Regions from separate parts of the Ovis aries genome. Here region 2 is linked to region 1. Evidence: chromatin contacts called from public Hi-C data. All regions are on one chromosome and are shown on one strand. Each heading gives the region's core, a stretch centred on a gene start, on an enhancer-like site or on the middle of the called end of the contact. The rest is flanking DNA. Distances are from core to core; before and after follow the strand shown.

What was found. Hi-C and Micro-C count contacts between places; a contact is called where the count stands out from the background.
Region 2: a contact with region 1 is called in a Hi-C map of liver, with 5 times the contacts expected there. The contact joins the promoter of TMEM14A here to the promoter of EFHC1 in region 1. A contact is called at or near these places in 12 of 16 Hi-C or Micro-C datasets (blood, hypothalamus, liver and 6 more).

The regions. Positions count from the first base shown.
Region 1 is chr20:24,505,910-24,510,400 of ARS-UI_Ramb_v3.0, forward strand. It overlaps EFHC1 (EF-hand domain containing 1), which reads left to right and starts at 1,264. Exons shown (of 10, transcript XM_060403720.1): 1 at 1,264-1,465; 2 at 3,830-4,051. The coding sequence starts at 1,298.
Region 2 is chr20:24,719,792-24,724,217 of ARS-UI_Ramb_v3.0, forward strand. It overlaps TMEM14A (transmembrane protein 14A), which reads left to right and starts at 3,154. Exons shown (of 6, transcript XM_042237497.2): 1 at 3,154-3,183.

The sequences.
Region 1 (4,491 bases), core at 14-2,513:
ATAACTGCTTCACTGCCACTAGTGGACTGATGTCCTGGGCCCCCTGAGGTTTATGCCTGTTAGTGAAACCCATCAGGGGGATTTACTCTGACAAGCAGCAGTAAAACTAAAGCCTTTGTCTGTATTGGCAGTAAACCACCCATGACATGGATGCCTTTGGCGTGAAGCTTGCTACTCTATTGCACTCCGTTAAACTGGCTCATTCTCAGAAACAGCTGTTATAAAAATCAGACGCCTGGGCCCCATTTCAAACCCAGTGAATCCAATGTCCAGGCATCTGGGTTTTGTTTTTCTTTTTAAGCTCTTCAGCGCTTCTGATAGCTTGTTTTTTCTTTCTTGAAGATGTTTCAAGAACAGGATTACATTTTTTAAGGGATAATAATTTAAACAAGTTTTGTAAAAAGAGTACCTACGGTTTTGACAATTTATCACCGCACTTATTTGCTTTTCTCCTATGACAAATTTTTCTTGGCAGATGTATTTCCCCTCGTGGGTCTGATCTTTTTATTGCAACTGTAGGTAGTGATACTAGAGACTCGGAGAATTGACAGGAGCGCCGTGTAGCTGTCCAGTCAACAAATACTGAGCATCCTGCGGTGAATATGTAAGACCCCCCCAAGGCCTGTGAAGGAGGGTATAGAAATAGAATGTGCTGCGCTTAGTCGCTCAGTCGTGTCCGACTCTTGGCGACCCCGTGGACTGTATGTAGCCCGCCAGGCTCCTCTGTCCATGAGATTCTCCAGGCAAGAGTACTGGAGTGGGTTGCCATTTCCTTCAAAGGTAAAGTAGGAAAAAACTTGAATGAGGTAGTTGGAGGATTAGGCACCAGTCAGTTGCTTTTGTTTATTGAACATCCTTGAACAACAGAATTACAATCATGAATAATTCTCAGTCCCTGGCCCCAGGGAAGCACGGGTTCAGGAGAAGTAACACTTTCAACCGGAACCAACCAGTGACACTTCCGTGTGAACTGGGACAACAGCCTTTTTCCCACAGGTGGGAGAACAGCGAGCGGGCGGGGCGAGGTGAGGTGAGGTGAGGACTGGGATGGGGCGAAGGAAGGACCCTTCCCTTGGAACTGATCTAAGGACTCGCCCGAACCCGGACCCTCAAGGGGAGATCCATCACGTCATCCCACAACCACCTCGTCCCGCCCCGTGTTCTCACGTCTGCGCGGGGCGGGGCCAGCTCCCCTCGGCACACTCCCGCGAGAACGTCTAGTCCACGGGCTGCTCATGCGCGGGCTGGGCACGCCTGCGTCTCAGGCCCCGCCCTCTTCCGCTAGTGCTCTGCGTGTATGGCGTTACCATGGAGCTGCCGGGCCGCCCAGAACGCCGCTGGTTCCCCTGGCAACCCGAGAGGACCAAACCCTACCCGGGTGGTTGCGGCGAGAGCGGCCGCTATGGTGTCTAACCCAGTGCATGGCCTGCCTTTTCTCCCAGGCACGTCCTTTAAGGACTTAACGGTGAGGACTTCTCCGGCCAAACCCCTGTCCCCACCTCCTGGCAGCCCCGGAGAGCTCGCAGCAGGTTGCGTCTCTGCTCGTCCACGCGAGTTTGTCCTTTTCCCCTTCAAACCCTCTCTCTGCCCCCAACTCTGTTCTCCACACCCCACCTCCACCCCACTCCCCACCCCCCAACCTCACCCTCTTTCTCCAGTTTGCTCTCAGCCCATCCCTCTCTGGTTTTTCCACTCCATCCTGGCAGTCTGTTGGCCTCCCAGCGTTCTTCCTTGCTGCTCTGCTCTTGCTGGCTTTCCCCACCTGGTTCCCGAGCTCCCTCGGCCTTCTCCCTAGCTCATTCTCCCTTCTGCATACCCCTCTCTGCCCAGTTCCATCCTTAAACTTTTCTTCCCTCAACCTGGGCCCCTTCCCCAACGCAACCTCTATACGCCTTCGTACTTATTTCCACAGCCCCATCCCGCTCACTCTCCCCAAGCCCATCATTGCCGCCCGCATTTTCCTCTTCTGAATCCTAGACCCAGTAATCGCTCCCAGTCCCAACTCCATTTCCATCTGTTGGCTTCTTTCTGTCAGGTCCTTTTCCTCGGTCTCATTTATGCTTCTACCAAGCCCCATCTCCTTTTCTGTCCCAGCACGTCGACTTTTTCTGCAGTCTTGTTTAATCTTTTTCCCCAAATCCTCTTGCTTGGAAAGTTAAATTTTCAACACTTGGCCATCTTCCTCCCAAATCATCCTCAGGTGCTTTATGGGAGATAATTGCACTTTAGTTCCTCTGCCACAATTGATGTGTTCTTGGTTTTTCTTCTCTAGCCCTTTTCTTTTCGCTTGTAACATTTTTATAAAAGATTCCTGTTTGGATTTTGTTTCACTCCTCTCCTGCCTTAAGTGTTGTTAGTTATATCTTCTAGACAAAACTGAAGAGGAAAAAAAAAAAGGCTTGTGGTTTTTTTTTCTCTGACACAGTTTAGCCCTTGACAAAATGATTTTAATACTGAAATTTCAGGGTTGCTGAAATATGTGTTGGAAGGTCAGCATTAAGATTCAATAGGCTGAAAAAAAAAAGAAGAAAAAAAAAGATTCAATAGGCTGATTTTCAAAGATGAGACAATAATCATTTATGTAGTTTAACAATTTAAACAATAAGTTCCTCTCCTTGGTCATGAAGTTAAGGTAAAAAGACTGGAAACTGACTGCTCACTTGGCTCTTCCTTTCCTGTTGAGGGGAAGTTGTCTCCTGGCACTGAACAGTGCTGGTTTGGAGAATGGGATGATGCAGACAAAATGAGGTAGTCTTCCTTCTCTTCCTGTACGAATATCCTTGGTTTTTTTATCCCACTGTGTTGCTGAAACCTACTACATGGACCTCTTCCAGAGCTCTTATTTGTGGATAGCTGTCTGACTGTTGATCTTTGTGGAGTGGTGGGGAGGCTGAGTCCCTGTGCCACTGTTTTGATCTCTTTCCTTCAAAAATATTTCCTTTTCACTTTTTCTTAATATAATCTTTTGTTTTTTTCCAGTTATCAAAAAAATGTGTTGATTGTAGAAAAGAACAACAACATAATTTAGAAATGTATAAAACAGAGAACATTCTCCAAAGCAGTCTTTTTGTGCACGTGTTTGCATGCTTGTAATTGTAGTATGTGTATAATTTTGTAAGCTGCTTTTCTGGGTTTATTAAATCATAAACATTTTCCCCAGATTGCTACATGGTCTTCAAAACAAGTATTTTAATAGCTGCATAATAGCCCATTAAGTGAGCTTTCCATCATTTGCTCCTGCTTGTCTTTTATATTGCTTCTCGTGTTTTGGTTTATTGTGATTAACATTGTAATTGTCAGCCTTAGGCATGTTGTTCTTTCCCATGATTTTGGATTATATCCTTAAAGGATGGAGGGTGGAATTACTTAGTTTGACTTTAAATCCATAAAATCCATTTGCTTTCCAAAGAGTTACAATGAATATATTAGTGTCACTGTAGCAAGAGGGCCTTTCATTTCAGATAAGAATTCATTTCACAGATTTGGATTGTTTTGGTTCCGTGACTTATGACCACCAGATAAGATAGTACAAAATTAGGAGTCAACATAAAGATATTTTAGGTTTTTTGTGGTAGGTGAGCTGATAATTAAAATTGGATGCTCAGTAACAGGGCTTTAAATTTTATTTTAAGCTCAGGCTGCTGCCTCCCTCCTTGTTCCTGGCCACGTGTTTTAGCTTAAAATACAAGAACCTTCTCATGTAGGTAAAATTTTTGATACAGGGTTTGTGGGTGTTTATAAGTAAAGGTTGAATCTGAAACCTTTGGAAGTTAGCTCTTCTACCTAACAAATATTTGTTATATCTTGACACACTTCTTTTTTCCTTCAGAAAACAGCATTTCATAGAAGCCAGACGCTGGGCTATAGGAATGGCTATGCAGTTGTTCGACGTCCAACAGTTGGGATTGGCGGGAACAGGCTCCAGGTCAACCAGCTGTCCCAGGCTGATCTGGACGAGCTGGCCAACAGCATCCCAATCCTCACGTATGGACAGCCCAGGCAGGCCCCGCCTGCAGCGTTTATTCCTGCGCATGTGGCTTTTGACAAAAAGGTATCATCTGGGATCAAAGGGTACCCCTCAAATTCAGATTTCTGAGAGCCAGCTGTTTGCAGAAAAGTCAGTAGTAAACCATAGACTTTCCAGATTCTCTGAGGAAAAAATTGTTCAAATGCCTCAACCCTTAGTCATAGACAGCTGGACTCAGGATTAAAAGACTCTTTCTTTATTCAGGAAGCTGATTACGGAAAATAATTCCCTGTAGATGTCACTGAAATATTTTCTAAATACTGTTTTAAAAAGTTGGATGGGGTGGTTCTGAATTCTTGAGTTCATATTGCTGTGTTTACCTGTTTGATGTGTTTTCCACATTTTAAAAGTCCTATATTCTGCAATAATGACAAATTCCTAATCTCTGTGAAATACAAAATATCATGAAAATGACTTCATCTGTTGTCAGTTTTTGTCTAGGCTGTTTCTGTAAGTTTTTGTTT
Region 2 (4,426 bases), core at 1,904-4,403, 220 kb after region 1:
AGCAGCTGGGCTGTCACAACAAGCCTGTGGAAACAGTGGGTGGACGTTTTTGAGGAAATGAATTCCTACAAATCTAAAAACTTGTCGTTGCTAATAAGTAAAATTCCAAGTATTCCATGTTCAAACATTTGTGTTGAGTGGATATTTAGCTTAATGTCATCACATTGGACTGAGCCTCAGTGTCATGTGAGTGTGAGAACAGAGCTGCAGGTCAGAGAGAATTTGACTCTTGATCGTGTTTATCCAGTTTTACCACTGCATCAAAGAGAAGGATATCCTGAAGGCTGCAAGCAACTCAGAAAACTATTATTGGAAAAGATGACAGAAAGAATGAAAGTATTCTACCGTATCTTGGGACAGAAAGAAATATGTCATCTTTTAAATATGGGAAATACCTGTTTAATCTTATTCATATTTTCCTTTTAAAGTTTTACTTTATGTCTCTTATTTATATATTTGTATTAAAAATATCCACAGTGTGTCTACTTTAGAGATAAATGATACACATGTATTGAGATGCTTGTTCAAAATTTGTTTTACTGATGAGCAGAGAGAGGCCTAAATGATCTGGAAGAAGAAAAGAATCAAGGACCTGACACAGGCTTTGTCATTTGTTTAAAAATCAACAAGTCCCTTATGATGTTGGTTTCTATGAATCAGTCTCCCAAAGCCAGGATGCCCCTGGAAGAAAGGATACAAACTGAGTTTCTGCACATTTGAAAATGAGGACCAGGCTCAGGATCACAGGGCACTGACTGATGTGCAGAGGTCCTTGGAGGTCCTGCCTGAGCAGCCCATCTGCAAGTCAGTCGGGCTCTCAGCCTTGCCCTTCTTTCTTTCACATCCACCAAATACAACTTAGGAAACCCTGCATTACTGGGGACTGGGAGTTCTGCAAATCCAAAGGGGCCTGAGGATAGAAATCAGGAATTGGAGAATCTGGATGGGAAATGGAAGTTTCTGTGTCCACCAACCTCTAACTGAAACTTAACATTTGTTTCCATTAGGAAAATAGGCAGCAAACCAAGAAGTACTGGTACCTGTGACTGTGTCATCCCCAGGAATCACAGATATTCACATGTTACAGATACCTCAAAGTATTGTTATATGCACCACTACTTGGAAGTTACGGTAATTATTATACCCACTCCTAGATCCCGTGATTTAATAATGAAGCACATCTTTAGCACAGATTTAAATATTTCCTACTTTAATAACTTTCCTTCTCTGGATAACTTTATTTCAATAAAACTGGCTTCCCTGGCAATCCTGTGTATTTTATCTTGTACGTTTCTCCAGGAGTAGTGGCGCATTGGAAGTTAAGACTCCGCTGTGGATAATGAGCAGACAGCTTTACAAAAAAGGTAGAGGTGAATAGATTTTGCGGCACCCTCACCTTGGGCTCTAACTTTCCCATTAGATGGATTAGGTGGCAGTTGGTGGCATGTAAGCTAAGAGGACAGTGGCCCCTTTACCTAAGAACCTTCCTGTTCCTACATGTTGTTCATGTTGGTCTTTTTTTAGATGAAAATACTTTGAGTAGGAATATCCTGCTTTCAGCCTCTTAAGAGCACAGTGACAGGGCTGGAAGGGATCTCAGCATCATAAATCCAGGCTCTGGGGTTCAGGGGTAACTTTTTTACTTGAGGAGGGGGATCATATTAGTGAAAGATATTGAGGCATCCCAAGATAGTTTTTGGTTTTATTTTGGATAGAGAAAGTGTCCTGGAAGTCTTGGGAGAGAGAAAAAGGGAAGGAGGGAGGAAGGAAAAGAGAGACACACACGTGGGCATGCACAAGCAAGGGAGAACACACGTACATGGGTGCCAGCATGCACTGGGCTAAGGATGGCATAGAAGGGGATGAGAAGAGCTGGAAGGACTCGGCACCGAACTCCAGGATACCACTTTCTCCATCCACCTTCCAGCACCTGCCATCAACACTCCTATGAATCTCCCAGAATCCTGTTAACTCCCCCGGCCCACCTTAGACTTCTCAGAAGTTAGATGCAGTCACACTGCTTCCTTGAAACACTTTTAAACACAAGGAGTAGATTCAGCAAACAAATTTCAAAGGTTTAATTTATATTCTTAGTTTCTTTTTTTTAATTAAAAAATTCTATTATTCCCAACCCCACGGCACCCTAGAGCTGCTTGATGAACCCTAGATGACGCTTTCCTGGTGGCTTAGATGGTCAAGAATCTGCCTGCAATGCAGGTGACCTGGGTTCGATCCCTGGGTTGGGAAGATCCCCTGGAGACGGGAATGGCGACCCACTCCAGTATTCTAGCCTGGAGAATTCCATGGACAGAGGCGCCTGGCGGGCTACAGTCCATGGGGACATGGCAGAGTGATAGCCTAGATGACCGCCGTCTTCAAATCTGAAAAGCTATTATATAAGGAAGAGGGTTGGAGCTACGGGCAGTGGCCTGGAAGGCAAAACTGGAGTGAGATGAGAAGTTGTAGCCTGGAGGCAGGATTCACAGGTTTATCCCTGGGATTAGACACGATTTAGTGCCTTTCAGTTCTGGCAGTCTGTACCTGGTCCCTTCAGGTACTTAAGCCCGGCAAATCCTGGGTTTTACCAGGATGCTGGTCTCCGCACCACATCTAGATAACGTCGTAGATGGTAGGATGTAATGAAGGGTGCTCGGGCTTTGAAACCAAACTCGCGCTCTAACCTTTGCATCCCACTTAGGAGTTGAGTCTGTGGAAAACTCCTTCGCCTCTCCGAACCTTAGCTCCCTCCGCTGAAAATGGGGTCTATCTGCTGGAGAGGTCCACAAACGCTCCTTAAGTGAAGGAACCTCTACACTGGTTAAAAATCTTTTGCCAGCTGGAATCCCCGTTACACCCAGATTCACGCCCAGTCTCGCTCAGTCCGGCAGGGGGCAGCAGACTCCAGTCCCAGGATCAGGGCCAGGCCCGAAAGCCGTGCCGCCGGAGCGAGTGGCCGGGTCCCGAGCGAGTGACCGGGTCCCGGGCGAGTGACCAGGTGTGGCCGCCGCCTGAGATGCTACAGCGCCGGCACTGCAGGTGGTACAGCCAAGTAACAACCTCCGCTGCACCGGGAGGGCACCGACCCGGTAGGATCGAGCTGCGGAAGAGGGAATGCTGCGCATGCGCTTGCGGGGGCGGGGCCCGGTGCTTCCCGGAACCAGCAGCCCCGCCCACTGCTGAGAGGTGAGCTCTCGGAGTGGGAAGGCGCTGGCGGCAAGGTTAGCTTCTTGGTTCCAGGTACGAAGTTTTCCCGTAGATGGCTCCCACCTTTTTTTTTCAGCCGCGGGGAGAGCTTGGGGCTGCAGGTGAGCTGTACATCTGGCTGTACCTCGAGATCTTTCTGCCCGTAATGTTCATGCAAAAATGCAGAAATTGGCAGATAACGATGCCGAGAAACTTGGGAAGATTTTGCAGGGGATGGAGTCTCTTCTTCCGGGGATCGCTTCTCTCCTTTTTCTGGGAAGTCCCCGAATTTCTTCCTTCCGAGGTCCTGAATCTCCTACCTGTCCTCCCTCCTTTCTCGGAGCTAGGGAGAGATGGAGAAAGGGGTGGGGCCCTTGGATCATCGCAGAAATGCTTGGTAAGGTTTCAAACCTTCCCAGCACCACCCAGACTTCACTCGAAAATGTCTTTCAAGCCCCAAGAGTTCAAAGGTGTTAGGTAAAAGACGACCAGGACACCAAAAGAGTGTAACAGGCTTTAATGGCGAAGCGCTCCCGGGCGGGGTTCCCGGACCGAACCGGGCAGGTCGAGGAAGTCCGCGCGCCCCGACCGTGTTAGAACTTTGTTTATATATGCACGTTGCGAGGGATGGCCGGTGGGGCGGCTTTAGCCTGCGAAGTGTGCTGTTATTGGTCCCCGGGATCCGTTAGGGCGTAGGGACTTCCCCCCGCCGGCGGGGGAGAGGAGGGGCGGCTCATCATGGCAACCCGGGAAGTGTGCTGTCATTGGCCCCCGGGATCTGGGAGGATCCTTCCGTTAGGGACCTTCTCGCTGGTGGGAGGGAGAGGAGGGGTGGCCCATCATGGCCCCAGGGGTCGACCTTACATTCTGACCCTTTTGATAGGATAAGGGGCGCCGTTATCGTTTCTGGCTACTTCCTGCTGAACTGGGGCGTCGTTGGGGCTGAGGGTCGTGGCTGGATCCCGGTGACCTTTAAGGGGCCTCAGGGTCTCTGGACTGGAGTTTGGAGTATGCGGCCACCATCAACATCTGTCCAGTAGCCATCTGGGTCAGGTCCCTGACCCTCCGGAGGATGATCTGAGAAACACAAGGTCCTATCAACAGGATGAGGAGCAAGGCTGTGAGGGGTCTGAGAAGTGGGAGAAGCCATTTTGCCCAAGGTGACTTCCACCATCCGGAAAAGTCGGAACCGCCCAACTCGGCCTAAGTCTGATGCTTTCTCTCAGCTCTCGGACCTTGTTCT